Regions from separate parts of the Mus musculus genome. Here regions 2 and 3 are each linked to region 1. The links are chromatin contacts, called in public Hi-C maps. All regions are on one chromosome and are shown on one strand. The core of a region is the stretch at or near the end of the contact, and the rest is flanking DNA. Distances in the headings are between cores, read along the strand shown.

Region 1 (2,639 bases), core at 48-2,547:
TTGGAATACTGTACTTGCATGCCCACAAGCTCGGATCAAAGCGTGCACTATACAGAAAGGCACTGGCTGAGTTTATATCTATGTGATAGGCTTCCAAACAGTTACTTCCCCGGACACAGGACATGTCTGTTTACTACAACTTTTCTAATGAACATGCTTTACTGTTGCTTAAGAAAAAGACATGCAAAAAAGAAATAAACAACTGAAAATAATCTTCACTTGCTGAAAGGGATCAAAGTCTGAAATCTGAGACATTTCTTGGATGATGTCCCATACTTATGAAAACGGTCTTTCACTACAGTCTGTCCACGCCGGGATCCTCTCCCTGCCCTAGTGCAGCCAGCCCCTGGGGTCTGTTTCTCTCACCAGAGTGAGCAGTGAAGTGTGGAACGACCACAGACAGCTCTCAGGGCCCACACTGCTGCAGACCTCCCCGGTGCCCCCGTTCTTGGAACTGTGGCAGAGTCAGGTGACGGCAGAAAGAAGTGAAGCCCTTATCATTCTTTATTACGCAGCTTAAGGAAGATATACAGCAGAGAGCATGGTATGGAAAAGCAGAGACAGAGGATAGCCCCTGCCTGAGACTTGGAGTCAAGCACACCCAGACATCGTGCAGTTTGAATGTGGGGTCTTTGAGACCATAGGGCATTCAGTCTGGGTCACCGGAGGCATTTCCTCTGGCATGATGCCTCGTGGTTTACAATTTCCTCTTCTTCCTTCCCGTGACTCCACTGGAGCCGGTCTGGAAGTCCAGGAGCTTCTATCTATGTGGAACAGAATTTCGTTTTCAGAAATTGAGGTCTGGGCACCTTCTGAATAGAGACTGGCAATAATCCCAAATTGCATGTTTTATTATGTGGCCTTTATTTGTGTTTCTCATGAAATGAGCTGAGACACTCAAACTCATTTCAGATAGCAGCCAAAAACCAAATGGTCACATTGTCCCTAGGTGGACGGTCAGCACATTACAGACAAGGCCGTCCAACTCCTGCGTTTGCTAGAAACGTCTTAGGGAGGACAAACCGCTTCAGTCCCTGTTTCCAGCCGAACGTAATTTTATTCCTCGGTCGCATGGCTGCCTTCACCAATAGAAAAGGTCTTTACGTCGGATTTCAAGATCTTTCTATAAGGTCGCGTTGTGGCTGCATCTAAAAATCACTTTGGAATTTCATTTAACATGAAAGAAAGCAAAAGACGTGAGCCCTTGCTGCTAGTGTTTTTCATAAGTTGAGACGTGGAACCCGCTTATCCTGTGGAAACAAAACCAAGTGTAGTTGCTGGTTGCTGCGAGAGCAATGTCTAGTAAGGATTTCCACTTTTAATCAGTTATAAGGTACAGTGACAGCCACTGCGACTAACCACACCCTGTGGGGAAATGTGAATAAGCAGTAGTAACTTCTGCCAGAATTTAGCACAGGATTAATAGCATGCCACAGCACATTGGGGCCCTTCCACCCTACCGAGACCCCAGATGAAAAATTAATTAAGCTCATACATTTAAAACTAAATGCATTTCACTCCAAATTACTGTCCCCAAAAAGTTCAGCAACAACATGAAATGCCAAAATTGTAAACTCGCATCATATGTATTCAAACCCTGGTTTAAAAAAAAAAAAAAAAAAAAAAATCAGGGAGTGGGGGAGTGGGCCAGTTATGATTGACTCAAGATCCCCATCTAGTGGCCATATCTTGAATAGCAGGCTATTTGTGTTTCTGGAGCATTTGTGAATTAAACATCTAAGACATGTGATTAGCTCATTGTTCAGAAACGAGATTCTTTCTGCCGTCTTACCCTTTCCAACTGCATTGTAAGAGACATGCCCAAAATCAGGCATCAAAAATTCAAAAACTAAAATATCTCCAGGAGTCATTTACGGCCCCCACCCCCAAGCAATTACCTTGACTCACCAATAAACTCAGTTCCTCTGTTTTCTACAGGCTGTTTCCCCGATCCACCATTGATTGCTTAACTCTCGGTGTTGATCAAAAAGGATGGGAACTTGACATGAGTTCTGTGTGGTTACACACCCGTGCCACCACAAACATGTGAAAGTCACAGGATAATTATGGGGAACCGGGGCTTTCCTGTTTTGTTTTGTTTTGTTTTGTTTTGTTTTTGTTTTTGTTTTGTTTTGTTTTCTGGAAGGTTCTTGTTTTTCCACATCTTATCCCAGCTTCTCCAGATAGATCCCAAGTGCAAACAACTCCATCTAAATGAAGCTTGGAAACAGAAGCCAAACAGCTATGCTCTGGGGTAAGGTGGAGCAGAAGTGCTGATGAAAAGACACAGAAAAATTATCCTGGGATTCCAGAATGTTCTATGCCTTAGTCAAGGTGATAATTGCATATGTATTCTTACGTGCCCTACGTGCATAGTTCATGTGAAGTTCATAAATGACGACTCTCCGTAACTTGCTTTTCCCTAGTCCTGGAAGAACAGAGGTTGTAACTACCACAAAAAATTTCTACGAACCCTCAGAAACTTGGGAAAGTGAATATCTATAAAACCTACACATTAAGAACCTGGGACTCTGCATTTCTATAATTGGACTGAAAGCCTTGAAGGCACCTCCCAGCCCAAGCTTGAAACGAGCACGAGGAATTGTTTTCTCTCGGCTTCACAGGGTGAGCGCCATTAC
Region 2 (2,639 bases), core at 90-2,589, 1.0 Mb before region 1:
CCTGAACTGGCCTCTTCAACACACCATTAGGTGGGTGAATCCTTTGAATTCTCTGCTTCCCTTCGAATTGGGAAACAGTTTTCATTTACTTTCATAAAGTCGAAGGTAATAAAATGGCAGTTGTTTTTGTTGCCCGAGAAATGGAAGGAGCAAGTTCAAGGATAAAAATGAGTAACTGCTGTGGGCTGAGGTTGTTCGAATAAGCAATTCCGTTCTTTTGTGAAAAATTCTCGGTTCTCCATTAATTACATGAACTTCCTGTAGGGCTACAAAGTATCTGCGGCAGTTATTTAAAGAGCAGCACCACCTAGTGGCTAAATAATGCAACTACTTTATCCTAAACAGAAAAGAAAAACAGTTTCAATATCCAGACAGGTAGCTATCCAAACAGTGTCTGTTATTAGAACTATTCCTCACAAGTTTTCTTATTTACTGACTTCACTGTTTTAAAATATGGTTTTTTTTTAAAATAAAAAGGTCTGTAACCATAACAAATGTTAACTCTTCCATGTTCACTTTAAGAGCATTAAAAATTATTGGAAAGGTCACTGTGGTAATTTTAACATTGTGATCTTTAAAAATGAATTTTAAAGAACCTTTAAAATATTTGCTCCTTTAAGGCATTGAAATTCACTTACTAAAATTATTACATGTTTCTTATAGTCTCATTTGTACGGACATATTTTGAAGGCATTTAGTTCAAAAATCTTCAGCCATAAAATACCATCAGAATTCAAAAAGCCATTTGGAGAAGGACATATATTTATTATACTGTTAGTATGATTATTTAGAGTAGTGATTCTCAACTTAATTTTGGTATCACTTAATATAGTATCTCATCTTGTAACATGTTCCCCAGCCATAAAATTATTTTCATTGCTACTTCATAGCTGTAATTTTGCTAGTAGCATGAATGTAAATGTTTGTGTTTTCTGATGGTCTTAGGAGCCCCCTTGAAAAAATTGCGGGTCGCGACCCACAGTTTGAGAATCACTTATTTGGAGCCAGTCTTGCGCATCTACAGAAGCATTTGGTTCAGAATACAGTGTTGCTGCCCTCTTGTGGCTAGAAGAGCACACCGCGCCTGGATATGATCAGTCAAAGAGAAAGTTTTATAATTTAAGAAAGAAAAGAAAAAAAGGAATGCGAGCCGTTTTCACATTTGTTTATCCACCATAGCCAAAGTTCCAAATGCTTAGTTAATTTACTTACAGGGCCAACCAAAGGAAATGAACTTATTTGAACTTCCCATCTGAATTTATTTAACCATACACTCCCCCAACCACACACATACCCCTACTTACATAACTTTCACTAACCACTACAAACCCTGCAGAACATCTTTTGTAAAAGTACGAGTTAACACCTTTTACCTAATACTGCGGTAATTGGTTTTGTTCTCACTCTTAGTATCTTAAAGAATAAACTGCATCTAAGTTAAGCTGAAAATCCTCCCTTTGACTTCCATTTCATCCTGGGATGAGTTCAGTAGCTCTTTCCAAGGTGCAGGACATGCATTTTATGTGCTGAGATGCTCTGGCCCCTGTCGTTGTGGCACTGAATGGAAAACAAGCTTTCGATGCATGTTCCAAATGCAGAAGCCAAGCGCTTCCTACAATGTTGGCTGGGACACTGCTGCTAGGATGAATGGTGCTTTTCAGATTCCTCGCAGCAGAGAGAGCGGGTTTTCCAGGAGGAGTTCCGACTTCCTGTTTACATCTCTCATCTTGGATTAGGAGTTTTATGGAGGACTAAAGGAAAACAAGGCAGAAACAAAGGAGCGATTTAGCCTCTGCTTTAAGATACAGGCATCTTAGGGCAGCGTTTTTGTTTTTTTTTGTTTTTGTTCCCTGTCTGAAGGCTTCCTAAATACTTCTGTTTACAACAGCCCGCTTGGTACTTGACTTTATAAAGTAGGATCCAGTTGTGGAAGAGGAAGAAATAAAACGCGTCACTTGTTGGGTTTCAGAGAAAGCAAGCAATGGAGACAGCAAAAGTGGTGTTCATTAAAGGAATTTAGGGCATCATTTTGACCTTTAGTCTGGGGTTCTATGCCTTCTGTGATCTTGAGTTGTGTTTCATTTGCCATCTAGATTTGCACTTTTGAACAATGAATTCTTTTTTTTTTTAGAATTAATTTTTTATTAGGTATTTTCCTCATTTACATTTCCAATGCTATCCAAAAAGTCCCCAATACCCTCCGACCCCCCCCCCTCCCCTACCCACCCACTCCCACTTTTTGGCCCTGGCATTTCCCTGTACTGGGGCATATAAGTTTGCAAGTCCAATGGGCCTCTCTTTCCAGTGATGGCCAACTAGGCCATCTTTTGATACATATGCAGCTAGAGTCAAGAGCTCTGGGGTACTGGTTAGTTCATAATGTTGTTCCACCTATAGGGTTGCAGATCCCCCAAGCTCCTTGGGTACTTTCTCTAGCTCCTCCATTGGGGGCCCTGTGATCCATCCATTAGCTGACTGTGAGCATCCACTTCCGTGTTTGCTAGGCCCCTGCATTGTCTCACAAGAGACAGCGATATCTGGGTCCTTTCAGCAAAATCTTGCCAGTGTATGCAATGGTGTCAGCGTTTGGAAGCTGATTATGGGATGGATCCCTGGATATGGCAGTCTTTAGATGGTCC
Region 3 (2,639 bases), core at 73-2,572, 760 kb before region 1:
TAGTCCGGGGCACAACAGGCTTTGAGTTAGATGTGAGCATGCCATTCTGGCTGCCATGTGATCAGGGACCTCAATGAGAGGTGAATGAACCAAGGGAAATCAGCTAAGAGGCTGTTGGTGAGAAATGGTGCAGTCGTTAGTGGGAGGTGATGAGAGATGAAGGTAAAGTTTGTTGTCCCATTGAATGTAACATTGCTGAACAAGGAAATGAATCAGGGCAAACCTGTATCTGCAGCATCTGATTAACTGTGTGAACAGTGGTGATATTCATCAGGATGAGGGAGACTCAGAAGAACAATGTGAGACAGCATGACTTTGGAACTCTTAATATGCTGTGAAGTTGCTCAGAGGAGAGACTGTGACCAGGAAGTAAGTCTGGAATCCACGGGTGCTAGTTAAGACCTTGGATAAGAGACTATAAAGCAGAGTAAAATCTCAGGATTGGGTTATGTCATTTGCCAGTATTCAAAGGTTAGAATTCCAGACAAGTAGACATGCAGTGTATCTAGCACAGTGAACTGTGCTCTGAAAATAGAGAAAAATGGTCCCCGGGGACAGGACAATGGACTGAGTGGAAGGAGGCTTTCATAAGCCTGGCAAAGAAGCCAACATAGAACCATATTCGCATCTACTTTTATTTACTTGTTATTTCTTATCTTATGAGAAATCTGTTTTTACAGATTTTTACACAGTTCACAAGGTACACAGCTGGGTTTTGCAAAAGGTCTCAAGGCCCATGTTTTTAAGAGTGTGAGCTTATACAGAAATACATGTTACTGCAGAACACTCTAAGTGAAAACTTTGGTGTGGACAGTCATTCATGCTTGGAGCTCATCTATTAGAAAAAGACATTTTCTAATCTGGTAAAAAAGAAAAGCATCATTGACACTCCCTTTGTTGTTGTTGTTGTTGTTGTTGTTGTTTTGTTCTGTTATGTTTTGGGAGAATTACAATTTCCAAAGATGCTCTCCCCATGCCCCCCTCAACACAGTTGATGTGCATTGCTATTTTTTGGGGGTGTGTGTATTTGTCACTGTCAATCAATAGCCTCTGTAGAAGCTGTTAGTCTGTTTTCAGGCTAAATTGTTGATTTACATTGGTAGATTGACATTGCCCTGGATACTACTAACTCAGTGACCAAACAGTTGAGTTCTCCCATGTAATATACACAGAAATTGGTTTAATTCTACCTTCACACACACTACAATGTGGTGCCTGATGCCAGGTCTTATTTTATGTGAGGCAACCAGAGGAGTGGCACCTTTTGGTATGGAATCCCTTTGCTATTGCCTAACACTGTAAAAAATTTGGCAGCAATGAGCCACCATATGGAGAGATGGCGCTTAGTGCTCTACTATGCAAAAATCATGAAATGGATGACAGCAGTTCTCTGCCTCTACTGGGAAAGCTCCCTTTGCCACTCATGATAACTCTTTTGAGAATAATTTCTCAGGAAACTTTTCAGAATGAATTTCTCAATCAGTAAGACAGTCAGACCGATGGTAAACTGAGTCAGAACTATCTGGTCAGATCCTTGGGGAAATGATATGGATACTTCTAAATTTTGTGGTTTAAAAATGTTTTCATCAAAATGTTTGTAATTACATAATCAAATATTTTTTATCAAAATATAACAAAGAAATATACATATCATGCTTAGTACAGATGTATTCCAATGTAAACTGTATTGAAAAAATTAGCAGAAGAAAGTACCCTCTGTCATAGACTGACAAATGTATAGGATGCTCACACATATTTATGCATAAACTTCTCCCTCCTTCCATCCTCTCTCTCTCATATGTATATGTGTGTGTGTGTGTAAAAAATACATAAGTCATTTACTGAAGTGACTTTTATAAATGTATGATATTTGTGAAACAAGTACTCAGGAGTAGAGTTGATAAAATCTTAAATGTAGAAAATAAACTGTTTATTTTATATCCTATATTTATACTGAGCAAAATCTTCCTTCCTATAGTTTGAATGTACCAAGCAAATCAGTCATTTTCCTGCAACAGGACTTGAAGTTACCCAAAATAATGTATTCTGTCTCCCAGTAGATTTCCATAGAATGTGCACCGAGATCACTACATCTTTGGACTTGTTTCACCTCTGTCTTCCAGGTTCAATTGGTACCATTTCTACCCTGCTACATAAACCATTCCCCCAGGGTTTCCAGCCTACAACTACTGAGTCAAGTATATTAAAGTGAGAGGAGTTAGGATGAAGCCAACTTACAAAAGCCAGGGTCCAGTAAGCCCACAGGCCCAGCACATACTATCCTTTACAGTTCGGATAGAAGGTTTTTCCTTGCCCTTTAACTGGTTCAAATGTATTTTCATGCCCTGAGCCAGTCTCATCCACATTTTCTTTAACCAGTGTTCTTATAAAATAGAGCATCACATAGCTCTAATCCAGGCACCATCACCAACCATGTAACCTGCTAGAAATCTTCAGACCCATCTGTGCATTTGCATCCTGTTGGCTTCAATATTCGATTTCCTATATATAAAAAGTCTAAGTAGAAACAAAAGTTAGAGGAGGGATCTATGGCCACTTCCAAACCTGGATTACACAATTACCTCCTCTCAGATATATTTGGCTGCCATTTTAAAGTTGAGGAAGACTGGGAACATAAG

Evidence for each region. Hi-C and Micro-C count contacts between places; a contact is called where the count stands out from the background.
Region 2: a contact with region 1 is called in a Hi-C map of cortical neurons, with 7 times the contacts expected there. The contact joins two enhancer-like sites. A contact is called at or near these places in 1 of 15 datasets of contacts at CTCF or cohesin (stem cell-derived epiblast-like cells), 13 of 484 Hi-C or Micro-C datasets (the C2C12 cell line, Sertoli cells, cardiomyocytes and 9 more), 2 of 115 datasets of contacts at active chromatin or transcription factors (embryonic basal ganglia and forebrain) and 1 of 9 other capture datasets (embryonic stem cells).
Region 3: a contact with region 1 is called in a Hi-C map of cerebellar granule neurons, with 2.6 times the contacts expected there. The contact joins two enhancer-like sites. A contact is called at or near these places in 4 of 484 Hi-C or Micro-C datasets (cerebellar granule neurons, muscle stem cells, nephron progenitors and 1 more), 1 of 115 datasets of contacts at active chromatin or transcription factors (embryonic forebrain) and 2 of 9 other capture datasets (embryonic stem cells and embryonic tail).

Annotation. Positions count from the first base shown.
Region 1 is chr15:40,165,924-40,168,562 of GRCm38.p6, reverse strand. It overlaps Gm33301 (predicted gene, 33301), which reads right to left. Exons shown (of 3, transcript NR_155350.1): 3 at 487-1,250. Among named protein-coding and RNA genes, the nearest start is that of Gm33301, 4.7 kb to the right of the region's middle. Within about 2 kb of position 1,297, at least 46 of the 459 cell types and tissues checked have an H3K27ac peak or open chromatin away from gene starts, as enhancers often do. A contact at or near this core is called in cerebellar granule neurons, cortical neurons and muscle stem cells, where this site is marked.
Region 2 is chr15:41,161,456-41,164,094 of GRCm38.p6, reverse strand. No RefSeq gene overlaps it. Among named protein-coding and RNA genes, the nearest start is that of Gm46502, 11 kb to the left of the region's middle. Within about 2 kb of position 1,339, at least 55 of the 459 cell types and tissues checked have an H3K27ac peak or open chromatin away from gene starts, as enhancers often do. A contact at or near this core is called in cortical neurons and muscle stem cells, where this site is marked.
Region 3 is chr15:40,926,169-40,928,807 of GRCm38.p6, reverse strand. All of the region lies in intron 4 of Zfpm2 (zinc finger protein, multitype 2), which reads right to left. Among named protein-coding and RNA genes, the nearest start is that of Gm33353, 190 kb to the right of the region's middle. Within about 2 kb of position 1,322, at least 8 of the 459 cell types and tissues checked have an H3K27ac peak or open chromatin away from gene starts, as enhancers often do. A contact at or near this core is called in cerebellar granule neurons, where this site is marked.